Linked DNA regions of Rattus norvegicus: region 1 is linked to region 2. The links are chromatin contacts, called in public Hi-C maps. All regions are on one chromosome and are shown on one strand. The core of a region is the stretch at or near the end of the contact, and the rest is flanking DNA. Distances in the headings are between cores, read along the strand shown. Region 1 has its middle 13 kb from the start of Ccdc190. Region 2 overlaps Rgs4 (regulator of G-protein signaling 4).

What was found. Hi-C and Micro-C count contacts between places; a contact is called where the count stands out from the background.
Region 1: a Hi-C map of frontal cortex shows a contact between it and region 2, with 3 times the contacts expected there. The contact joins two enhancer-like sites. A contact is called at or near these places in 4 of 12 Hi-C or Micro-C datasets (the Rat2 cell line, Schwann cells, frontal cortex and 1 more).

The regions. Positions count from the first base shown.
Region 1 is chr13:84,663,745-84,669,929 of GRCr8, reverse strand. No RefSeq gene overlaps it. Among named protein-coding and RNA genes, the nearest start is that of Ccdc190, 13 kb to the left of the region's middle. Within about 2 kb of position 3,504, at least 10 of the 93 cell types and tissues checked have an H3K27ac peak or open chromatin away from gene starts, as enhancers often do.
Region 2 is chr13:84,466,809-84,472,128 of GRCr8, reverse strand. It overlaps Rgs4 (regulator of G-protein signaling 4), which reads left to right. Exons shown (of 5, transcript NM_017214.2): 5 at 106-2,536. The coding sequence ends at 345. Among named protein-coding and RNA genes, the nearest start is that of Rgs4, 6.4 kb to the left of the region's middle. Within about 2 kb of position 3,703, at least 4 of the 93 cell types and tissues checked have an H3K27ac peak or open chromatin away from gene starts, as enhancers often do.

The DNA of each region.
Region 1 (6,185 bases), core at 2,255-4,754, 200 kb before region 2:
TCCAACAGGGACACAGCCAGTGGAAGGAAGAAGGTATTAGGGGTTTGTTTATCTCTGTCAAAGCTTCTGTGAACAAGGAACATGGTCAAAACAGGCCTTGTGTTAACAAAATGATACTTAGGAACAAATGCCTTCACCCTAAATGGTGTTTATTCTGGAATTAGCAGTGGCGTCCTAGTCAGTGATGGTGCCATTGGTAATTAAAGCCAAGAAATACAATGGACTTCGTAGCAATGAGGTCAAAAGGTATTGATTTACATACAGAATTGCAGACATTTAAAGGAAGAATTACATGAGTCTCTGTGGGCATTTAAGGTGAATTAAAAAGTAATAATAGAAATGGCACATTGATGTAAAATGCCTGCTGTTGCCTCTCTCCATTCTAGTCTACCCTAGCACAATTACTGGTTTAGTATCCCTGAGCCTAAAGCCACCGATTTCTTCTTCTCCGTCCTTATGGGCCAGAGGTTCAGCTTCCGCCTGAGGCATCAGAGTTCTCTAATACAGTAAGCTGCTCTTTGAAGCGTGGGGATCAAGAGAGGATGGCAGAATTGCAAAGAGGAGTATCCTTAGGGAACGGAGTGCTTCTACTTTTTTAAAGCCAGCCCATTGAGGCTCCTTGTATTAGGTTGAGTTTGCCATTAGAAAGCTGCGGAGACCCAGCTCTCAGATTCTGTTGTGCTTCTTGACAGAGTTTGAAATCATTCAATTCAGAGCTGTTGAAGTTTGAACTTGTATTGGAATTTTAGGTGCACGGGCTACAGAAGTAACCAAGGCTGGATTTTCAGGTGGATTCCTTTAATTCCTGCCTTGTGAAAGTTTGTTGTAGTTTCCGATACTGGCACCGGATGGCGCTCCAAAACCACGTACCCCCTGCTTAGCGGAGAGGAAACAGACCTTCGGAAACTGAATCCATTCAGAAACTTAAGAGACCATCTCTGGCCTAACAACTGATCCTTTCCAGTTCCCTTTACGACGATGATTTATTTCTTCTGAAAGCATAGTATACTGTTTCCCAGAGTTGGGTTTTCATGCTTTAAGACCTCTTATGTGGAAGCTTAATTGTACTCTGCTAGAACTTTGGAAGCATTTAAACTCCCTTCTTTTTCAGTGCTGTCGATTGGCTTTTGAGACAGGGACTTTTGTAATACAGGCTGTCCTGGAACTTGTAATATTCCTTCTTCAACGTCCCAACTGCAGGGACATAAGCCTATGCAACTTCACTTGGCAAAACACAGAATTAATTATGTGTTGAGAATCGATTTTCTTTTGTCAGAGTAGCAAATAAAATAAAGATTTTTTTTAGTGCCAATTTAAAATAAATTCTGTTTCTAGAGGGTCCTGCTAAAAGTTCATGTCAATTTTTCCTTCTAAACTCCAGAAGTCATTTTGAGTGAAGCTCATACAATAAAAATGAGGCCATTAAAAAATATCCACATGCTGAAAAACAAAAACAAAACAAAACAAAACAAAAAAACCAAACCAAACAAACATTGCCCCCCCCAATGAAAAACAACAACAAAAAAACCTCCTGCAGACTGCTGTTGTAGTATTTACCTACCTCAGCCTGAGGTGCTTAATGTCACTGAAGACTTTCTTACTTTCTTTCTTTTCTTTCCTTCCTTCTTTCCTTCCATCCATCCTTCCATCCTTCCCTTCTGTCTGTCTTTTCTTCCTCTCTCTGTCTCTCTCTGTCTCTCTCTGTCTCTCTCTGTCTCTCTCTGTCTCTGTCTCTCTGTCTCTGTCTCTCTGTCTCTGTCTCTCTGTCTCTGTCTCTGTCTCTGTCTCTGTCTCTGTCTCTCTCTCTCTCTCTCTCTCTCTCGTAGAAAGAACGTTGTTGTCTCCAGGAAGCATTTATTGGTACAGGAAATATTGCTCCTTTAATATTCTTTTTATAAATTAATTTATTTATTCGCTTTATGTCCTGATGCCAGTCCTCTTCTCCCAGTTTCCTCCTCTTCCAGCTCCTATGCCCCATCCCCTTCTCCTCTGAGAAGGGGGAGCTCTCCCTGGATTCCCCCACCCCTACCCCCAGCGTCTGTCATTGCAAGACAAGGAGCATCCTCTCTCACTGAGGCCAGACAAGGCAGCCCAGTTAGTGGAAAGCAGATCCACAGGCAGACAACAAATTCAGGGACAGCCCCCACCCCATAGTTGGGAGAATGTGATCCTTTGTCTTCCAGCACAGCTTCCTTGGGTATGGTCCCTGCCTCCCTCTAGATGGCTCTCTATGCCTCTTCCCTTGGCTGTAACCGAAGCTTTGTCAGTTTTGCAGCTTGGAATTGGGTTCATCCAACCACCTGTACCCCAGTTTCTCACTTTAAGGAACACCTCAGGGTTCAGACATCTGAGGGGCATTTTGTGTCTTTATTTGAGGGTAAGCCTCCTTTCCCAAATGCCCAGGTGACCCAGCGGTCCCTTCTTTTGTGCTTCTGGCCTCCTTGCAGATGGCTGTCTCTTCTGTCTCTCAAACTCTGCACAGGATGAATCATTCTTGCCCCCACTTCTCCACTTAGTTCATTTTCCTTTGCTTAGGGCTTCAACATCTAGTTCTTGTCCTTGGTGAATCTTAGAGGCAGACTTATGAGGCAGCGAATGTGTGTGTTTAGGTGTGTTTAGATGTAAAAACCCCACTTTACAGCTCAAGCAAAGCCGTTAGCAACGTGCCCAGTGCACAGTTACCACCCATTCAATGGCAGGCATCACTTGCCGAGGCTTTCTCGTCCATTTGATTGACTTCATTTTCGCATACCTGTTTCGTAATACTTACCTTGTCATGGAGGTAGCGAGAACCAACTGTCTGCAATCTCCTTCCCTCAGCAGCTTAAGGATAAGGGAAGGGGGACAGAATCTAATTAATAACCGAGAAACGGTGTGCTCCTTTTAATTAGGAGTCGTGGGCAGAGCTGTGGCAGAAGCAAGAGAAGAGTGTGGATAGTTGTTGAGTAACAGCTCTCATTCTGGGTTTCACAGGAACAGTGAGGTGGGATTTCCGTTCATGTGTGGCTTTCAACCGGTTTCCTGCCTCATTTTGTCCACCTACAGCAGGGGAGAGTGCAGGTGTGTTTGCTCACACCCAAGTGACCCCAGACAGACTCCTATTTTTTTTTTTTTTATATCTAAGGCCTGGGCTGCCTACAGATGTGACTATTCTTCGTCCAAATGGCTTTATACTCGACAGTCCCAGATGTCCTCCAATCTCTCACTTATCCCTATTTTAATTAAAGTCTACAGTGTTCTTGAAAAAATAATTCCAAAACTGTGTACGTGCAGGCTTACAGGTAGGTGGGCAAAGATTAGAGAGCAGGGCGGGAGGAGATGAAAGAGATAGCCTTCTGCCAGAAGCCTCCTGCTGCCTGGGCCATATTCCCCAGGCTCCTTGCCTCTGAAGCCCATGGGAGAGACGTCTCCTGTCCCAAACCAGATGCCTCCCAAGGGTGTAATTGCAAAGCGCGAGACAGCTGGCTTGAGAGAGGCTGGTGTTTATAACCAGACTGGTTGCCTGTTATAGCTCTAATGGGCTCTCTGAGTCCAGATGGCCACCCCTTGGCCAGCTTACATCTGGCTGAGAATGCAGAGAAGCACGTAGCTGGCTGGAGTTCTGGAGATGTCCCTTTGGGGGACGTGATGATGGAAGGGACTTACGGGGCTGTTTACAGCACACTCTTCGAGCAGCATCTGGGATTCTTCTCTCCTGGTGCTCAGCCTCCCCGACCACCCCCTCCTCTCTCCCCCATCCCAAATGCACAGAGACCAGAGCTTGAACCAGACATGAGGCGCCTGCTGCTTCTCTTCCTGTGATGGCAGAGCACAGGCCTTCCTTGTGGAAAATTCCTCCATGAGTCGTGTGAGACTGTCCTCGGAGTCTGCTGAGGAGGGTAGCTGCAGCCTTGTCCTTTTGTGCCTACCAATAGTTCAAAAGATCAGGGCTACTTCCCATTTGTATGATGATCTTGAGAACATTTATGAAGCCACTAGGCTGCATACAGAATTTAGAGATAGGGAGCGTCCTGTGTGTTCTCACATGTGGAAATCAAACCTGCCTGTCTGTTTGTCTGTCTGTCTTCCTCTCTGTCTCTGTCTCTCTCTCTGTCTGTCTCTCTCCATGTACATATATGTGTGTGTATGTATATAAATATATATGTATATACATATATGTAATAAAATATCTACTATGGGGAACTTCTGTCTTCAAGGTTACAGATTTACTTACAGGAGCTTTTCTTCTCTCCTGTTTACCTCATCTCTTAGGGAACATAATTTAAAATGATTCACTCATATGCAGTTAAAGTAAGATGAAGATCAAAATCCAGATTTCCAGCTCATTCCTCTCTCTCTCTCTCTCTCTCTCTCTCTCTCTCTCTCTCTCTCTCTCTCTCTTTCTGTGTGTGTGTGTGTGTGTGTGTGTGTGTGTGTGTGTGGTGTGTCCCATTTTACCCTCAGCTAGGATACTAGGTTCTCTTCTGAGAGCATGAAAGCAGGCTGTAGCGCACACTGGGTCAGTAGTAGAGAATTATAAGCTATTAGATCCAGGAAGAGGTTCAAGCCTATTTTTATGCCACAAATCAGCAATGGCAGTTTACAACATTCCCTTCCCTTCTACTAGGTCAGCTTGGACTCTGCAGCTTGATTTTCTATGTTCTTCCTTATCCTTGCAGAAGCCAAGTCTAGCTTAGAACAGACTGAACATGAGAGACATTTCATTGAAGACATGAACAGATGACTGGATCTGTTCTCCACTCAGAGTTGGCTCAGTCTAAATCCCCAGGTTCATTGTTCTGTGTGTCTATCCATCTATCTATGCATCACAATGTTCTCTTCCTTGGAGGGTGCAGAGACTCCTGGTTCTTGTCTCCGATAGTTGGAGCATTGTTTCCTGGGATTTTGAGACTTTTATCCTTTCTGCTTTTCTCTACTTCCACTAGGCATCCCATCTCCACACTAAACCCAGGGCTATTCCCCTACTTACTCCTCCCATGCTTCTCTGTTGCACACATGCGTGCACCTCCCTCAGGCCTTTGCCCTTACCTCATTCCCATGCCTGGCATCTCTCAGAAGTTTCCATTGTGTTGCTGCATTGAAAAAACCAATAGGATACCTTTTCTTGAACTCAGAGGATCTCAACCATAGGTAGGATCGTCCCTGATTGAAACAGGACACAGTGTATGGTTGGGAAGAGGCAAGATAGGATTATTTTGAGACAGAAGAACCTAGAAGTTTATGTTAGATTGCTGAGAAAGTTTGTGTCTCGGAAACACAAGACAGAGTGAGTTAGGAGAATTGAATGCTAATGGGAAATTTATTAGATCATATCAAATATTTTTCCATTTTATTCACTTTAAAACAAACGGTTAGAAATTAGTAGCACTTACTACTATTTATTTACTTGGTTCAGTAAGGATATTTTCACATTTTTATTTGATAGACATATCCCCATGAGTTCATGTGTACACATGTATGCAGGTGCCTTTGGTGGCCAGAGGGTGTTGGATCCCCTGGATCTGGAGTTACAGGCTTTTGGGAGTCACCTGATGTGGGTTCTGGGAACTGATGTGGGTTCTTGACCACCAAACTACATTTCCAGTTTTCAATGACCATAGTTTTATCTTCAAATAATAATTATCTGCTGCATGGCAAATTATCTGCTGCTTCTGAGCCTACATTTCCCATAGACCTAGCAGGAACTGCTGTTTAACCCAGGCCTCAGCACCCAGACCTTGCTGTAGAGGCAACCTTCCTATCAGAATCTTGTCAGTGCGTTTGAAAGGCGAGAGAGAGTAAACACTGAAATGACTGAAAATGCTGGATACAGAGAGTGACTGGAGACTTGGGGGGAATCAATTACTGAACTGAGTGGTTAAAATCAGAGGAGAGCCAGGCACATTGGTGTATGCTTGCCCTCTCAGCGTTCAGAGGGAACTGGCAGGAGGATGAAGACTTCAAGGTCACCCTGGATATGTAGTGAGTTGGAGGCCAGCCTGGGCTATGTGGGGCCCTTTATCATAAAAACAAGACAAAAATTGGGCCAGCCAGTAGGATGCCGTATCTGGTAAAGGCACCTGCCATGAAGGTGAAGCCTTGAGTTTTCTCTCTGGGACTCACGTGGTAGAGGGAGAGAAACAACACCTTCAAATTGTATTATCCAGTATTCCTCACAAAAATAAATAAATTAAAAATTATTTTTT
Region 2 (5,320 bases), core at 2,454-4,953:
TGGGAGGAAGGTAAAGAAAGGGTCCTGGCTACTCCTTTTTGAATGTAAGCCTCCTCTCTTCAACAGAGCTCTAGCTCTAATGCAACCTTGGTCTTTGCACTTTAGGTGAACCTGGATTCTTGCACCAGAGAGGAGACAAGCCGGAACATGTTAGAGCCCACGATAACCTGTTTTGATGAAGCCCAGAAGAAGATTTTCAACCTGATGGAAAAGGATTCATACCGTCGTTTCCTCAAGTCTCGATTCTATCTTGACCTGACCAATCCTTCCAGCTGCGGGGCAGAGAAGCAGAAAGGAGCCAAGAGTTCTGCAGACTGCACTTCCCTAGTCCCTCAGTGTGCCTAATTCTCACACAGAGGCAGAGAACCGAAATGCCAAGACTCTATGCTCTGGAAAACCTGAGGCCAAATATTGATCTGTATTAAGCATCAATGCTTTCTCCACATTGTAGCCTAGTATCCATGCTGCCTGCCGTGTGTGAGTCACTTCCATGTAAAACTAGACTTAGCTGTGGTGTGGGGGTTTTCATTGGGGTAAGACCCAACTTGTTTTCAATTTTCCCAAGTTTCCTTAAAGGGTGTCAGGTGAGCAAGTCTCCAAATAATGGCCCTGTAGGTCTGGATTTTCAAAGATGGTTAGTAGTCCACCCCTTCCAACAGTTTGACCTCAAGTTAGTTGGTACACTTCATGTGATGTCACATGCACATGCAATGTCAGCCAGCAGCACTTCCTACAGACTTTCAACGTTTAGGTGATATTTGTGTATGTGTATGTATATATTAAATATATAGAACATATGCATATACATTCTGTATATATTATATCTATGTATTCAGTATGTGTGAATGTGCATGAATATATATATATATGCATATATATATTTGTATATGTTCACACATGCACACACATTTCTTCAAGAAAAGATGGGAAAGATCCTTGGTGCTCAAATTGGAGTGTGTACACATGCTTGCATGCATGTTCTGACTTCTGGTCCTTCATACTGTGTCTGAACAGGGCAAACTAAATTAACTGCCATGCAGGCTAAGAAAGGAACACTAACTTGTAAAAAGTGAGTTCCGTCAAGCCACTGGGTCTTGATGGAGCATAGTCAGGGCCTTTGTGTTTAATCTCGTCAATGGCCTCCACATTGAGCACTGAGCTATGGGGTGAGTACTCCGAAAACTCTGCTGTCTGACTGACACAGAGCTGCCTCGCACCGGTGATTACTACTAGCACTTTTAAGTCCCTATGCTGTTGGCCATCCCTCCTTTGCCTGGGTGCTCAGGGCATGCTGACTAGCAGCTGGGTTGGTCTGGAGATGGATGTTTGAGAGGAATGAAGGAATGCGGTCCAGGCCTTGTTGCCTAGCCCTACAAATGACTACTGCTTAGGTGAGGGCAGAAGACCCCGAGGTTATCTTAATTCTTTCCTCTCTTGATAAGGTGCTCTCCTATTCCTACCCCCAAAGAACGTCACCTGTCAGATGAGCCTCTTTACTTCCCCGTGGTTGGTTGCTCACGTTAGGAACCATGGCCACCTGCAAGTCATTCTAAGCTACCCGCTTACATTTTTCAAAAGCATCACCAGGGGGAAAGGTTATGCTGTCCCAGGAGGAAGTAAGCTCTTATGAGCTGTAAACCCCTTTTTGGTTTTCTGCTTTGAGGTAAGAGCTTGTTCATCCCATCCCAAACACCAAAGTTAGCAGAGACCAACGGAAGGAGAGAGGAAAGAAAAAAAAAAGAAAGAGAAGAGAAAAGAGGAGGACGGGATATCAGTTGGTAGGACTACTGTTTGGAGCTTTTTAAGGCACGTGAAATACTTGAAAATTTCTCATTTGTGTTATTTATGTTGTTTTGTACAATGTTTTTATTACTGTATTGTTTTATAAATGGAGGTACAGGATATTACCCGAATTATTAATGAATGCCCAAGAAGTAATTTTCTTCTCATTCCTCTAAAAGTCCTGCCTTTGAGAGCGCACACAGACTCGTGCATACTGCAGGCACAGCTCCAGTTTAAATTCCATGCATGAGCACCATTGTGGCTGCAAAGTGAAGACACTCATAGTGTGAATCCAAGTCTCACCATTATTGAAGAAGTCAGTTTTCTAACAGTACTGTTGTCTCTCTTGACAGTCTTGCGTATAATATCCCCAGAGCTCCCCCATCAGTGGTCCTAACTCCTTTTTGTAATACACAAGTCCACAGTCGTGTCTGTATAACTCTCCGGTCTTGCCCTAATATTATCATGACTTTGAGATTGTACCTGTACTCCCAGACTGCTGTCTCACAAATAGGTCTGGGAAAAGTCATTCTGAATGAGAAGTAAATTATTTTATGTAATACATCTTGAGTGTGTCTTCAGTTGTATTTGCCATCGCTCTTTGGTCTGGCGAGCCTGCCTGCTGCTGGCCCCTGCAAAGGACGCTCCTTCCAGATGCATGTCTGTTTCTGCCATGTGCTTTATAGGCCTCAGCGCTGATGCTTCCAATGAAACACATAGATCTGAATGATAACAGGAAATAAATGCTTCCTACAAAACAATCTGCTTGGAAACACATTAATGATCCAGAGAGGCAATGCCGTGAGAAACAGCGGGGCATAGGATGCCTTTACAAAATGACTCACAGGGAGTCTTCTATCCCTCCCCTGCCAACTCCAGAAAGGAAAGTAGAAGTTGTATTGTTTAGGCTTAGGCCCCTTTCACTGTTCTGCCTGCTTCTGCTCCCAGGTCCCTGGCTGTTCTAGGTTTGAAGACTAGGCAACTTTAGTGTACTGCAGATCTTCAATTTGGTTGGGGGGAGAAAATACCCCAAACTAAAACAAAATAAAACAAACAAACAAAAAACCCCAACGAAACAAAACAATACCACCAAAAAACAAAAATATCAGAATAAGAAAAGAAACCAGATCAACAACAGTAACCAATGGGGTCTCACTCAGGCTGTCCTCCACTGGTTATAACTTAACTGTGAAGACTAGTTTGGGCTCAAATTCATGGAGATCCTCCTACCTCGACTTCTCAAGTCTTAGGGTGACTGGTACAGTTTTTCATTTCTGAATTCCTTAGGATTTTAAGGCTAGGGTTCCCCTTCTGAGCAGCTGCCTACTTTCAATTACCTGCCAGAGTGAGAAAGGTTGTAGAGAAGCTGAGGAGGCTGGAGATGTCCAGGAGAGAGCTCTCTGCCACAGCTGCTCAGGGCTGTCTTTGTCCTTTGTGAGTTTCTGAAGAAACAAACAACAACAACCAAAGGTAACAGAATGCTCACATCTGAAACCAGGGCTTTGCACAGCGGTAGGCATAGGTGATTGCAGACATTTTTTTCCCCCAAGTAATGATGCTTTTAAAAATCTGGCAGGAACCTTGGATGCTATACTTAGGAAAGTACATGAAGGAATTGAAATTTCTCATAAATATTCATACAAAATGTTTGCACCCCCACCCCTCTAAACACAGACGAAGATCCCTCTGCCCTCTTTCTCATGCACTGGCCCTGAAGTCACTTGCAATTATATGGGTCAAGAATGGAGAAGTGTATTCTCCACTGCTCCCTTTTCCTTTCTGGCAGTGTCCCGGGTTATACTTTCCAGAAGATGCAGGCATGAGATAGAAGCGTGTTGGTAGTTAGACTGCATGGATTCTCGACTATTCCAGTACAGCACTACCGCTTAGATCAATACTAAAATTAGTCTTTCAAACACTGCCCTGTGCTGTTGCTATTGCCTTGTGTGTGTGGCAGGGACTGGGGATTGGAAAAAGAGGCTCTGATGTGTAGATTGAGATGCCTCGTTCATCTCTGGATGACAGGCTAAAAACAGAAACTAGACTTTGCTGAGGGATTCTCCCCAGGGTGCCTCCTCGAGCTGTATTCTGAATGTGCCTGTTGCCACTTTTAGAGATTTACATTTTTAAGTAGATGACAGAAAGATAGAAGAAGAGAAATAAGGGAGAAGAGAGCAATGATACCAAGGAAAAAGAACTAGCATCAAGGGAAAACCAGTTAGGCTTACACCTAGGCTAAACACATGGGAAAAGGAAATCAGGCTGACAAATTCCTACTCGGGTCAGGTCAGCTAACCGATGTGACCAGCCGGCTGCAAAAGCTGGAAGTGTAGCTGCTGGGGAGCCCTAGTCATCTCATTCAGAGGCCGAATTTAAACCAGGTGTCTGCTTAGGCCCTTAAGCACAAGATGATAAGTTAAATTGCCTGTTATTTTAGTCCACATTGTTTTGCTTCTTTTATGCCTGAGAATTACTTGCATTTGTCCTCTCTGTTAGAATATGGGTAAATTCGGTGAGGTGGCTTGGTAACGTTTTAACTTTTGAATTCGATATTTTAGAGTGCAAGGGGCTAACAGAGAGTCAATATGAAAGGCTGTTCTATGACTGATACAGATAAATGATGCTTGGAGCTGGGATAAGTTTCCACAGAAAGCCTAAAAGTTAATGGCCTCACAGTATGTCATGAATTCTACAGGGCAAGTAGATGCTAAGTGCTCTACATTATCTTGTTTAATCCCCGAGTAAGATTCGTGTTTTTCCTTTGCAACTGGGAAAACTTGGATATAGGAAAGTTTTGAGATGTACCTAGCAGTGTATTCCAAGAAAAGTGGTAGAGCTTGAGTCAGGCCCAGCATTCCGCATCCCATCCAGAGCTTACAAGTTTCGTTACTCTAATTGAGAAAGAAGAAAGGGGAGAGGGTAAGAGGAAAGATGAAGCCACAGGAAGTAGAGGAAGAGTCCCAGGAAGAAGGGAACGATGGGGAGAAGAGGTCAACAGATAAGACAAATAAAGCAAAGAAGGAAAGGGGGAAGAAAAAGAAATGGAGGAATGGAACAGGAACAGGAGGGGGAATCAAGGGTGGCTGTGATGAAATAGCAAAATGCTAACCACCCATCATTTTCAGGGCATATGCTTGCCGGAGCACTGAGCAGATACTGTGGTTTCCCATGCCTTGCCTGAGTTGGGGCAAGTGGGAATTCTCTCCAGATCTTGTCTAAAGTGCATTTGAAAGCAAGTATTAGATACCAAGAACGGTTTCTCTTTAAGAGTCACTTTTCTGGTCCCTTTTTGTTCTCTAAACTTGCCTGATTTGGTACCATTCCTAGAGCAGTAAATATAGACAGATATATGAAATGATTAAGATGATGAAATGTACCCTAAACTCTGGCTTGAATTTACTGCTCCTGGAGGGTGAGGGGGTGGGGTGCGGTGCCTTACACACCAAAGCCAAGTCATTCAGCCAGTAGGAATTACACACAGCCAGGATCACAGCTGGAAACAGGCATTGAGGCTCTGGGCCTCTTCACGTTTCTGCCT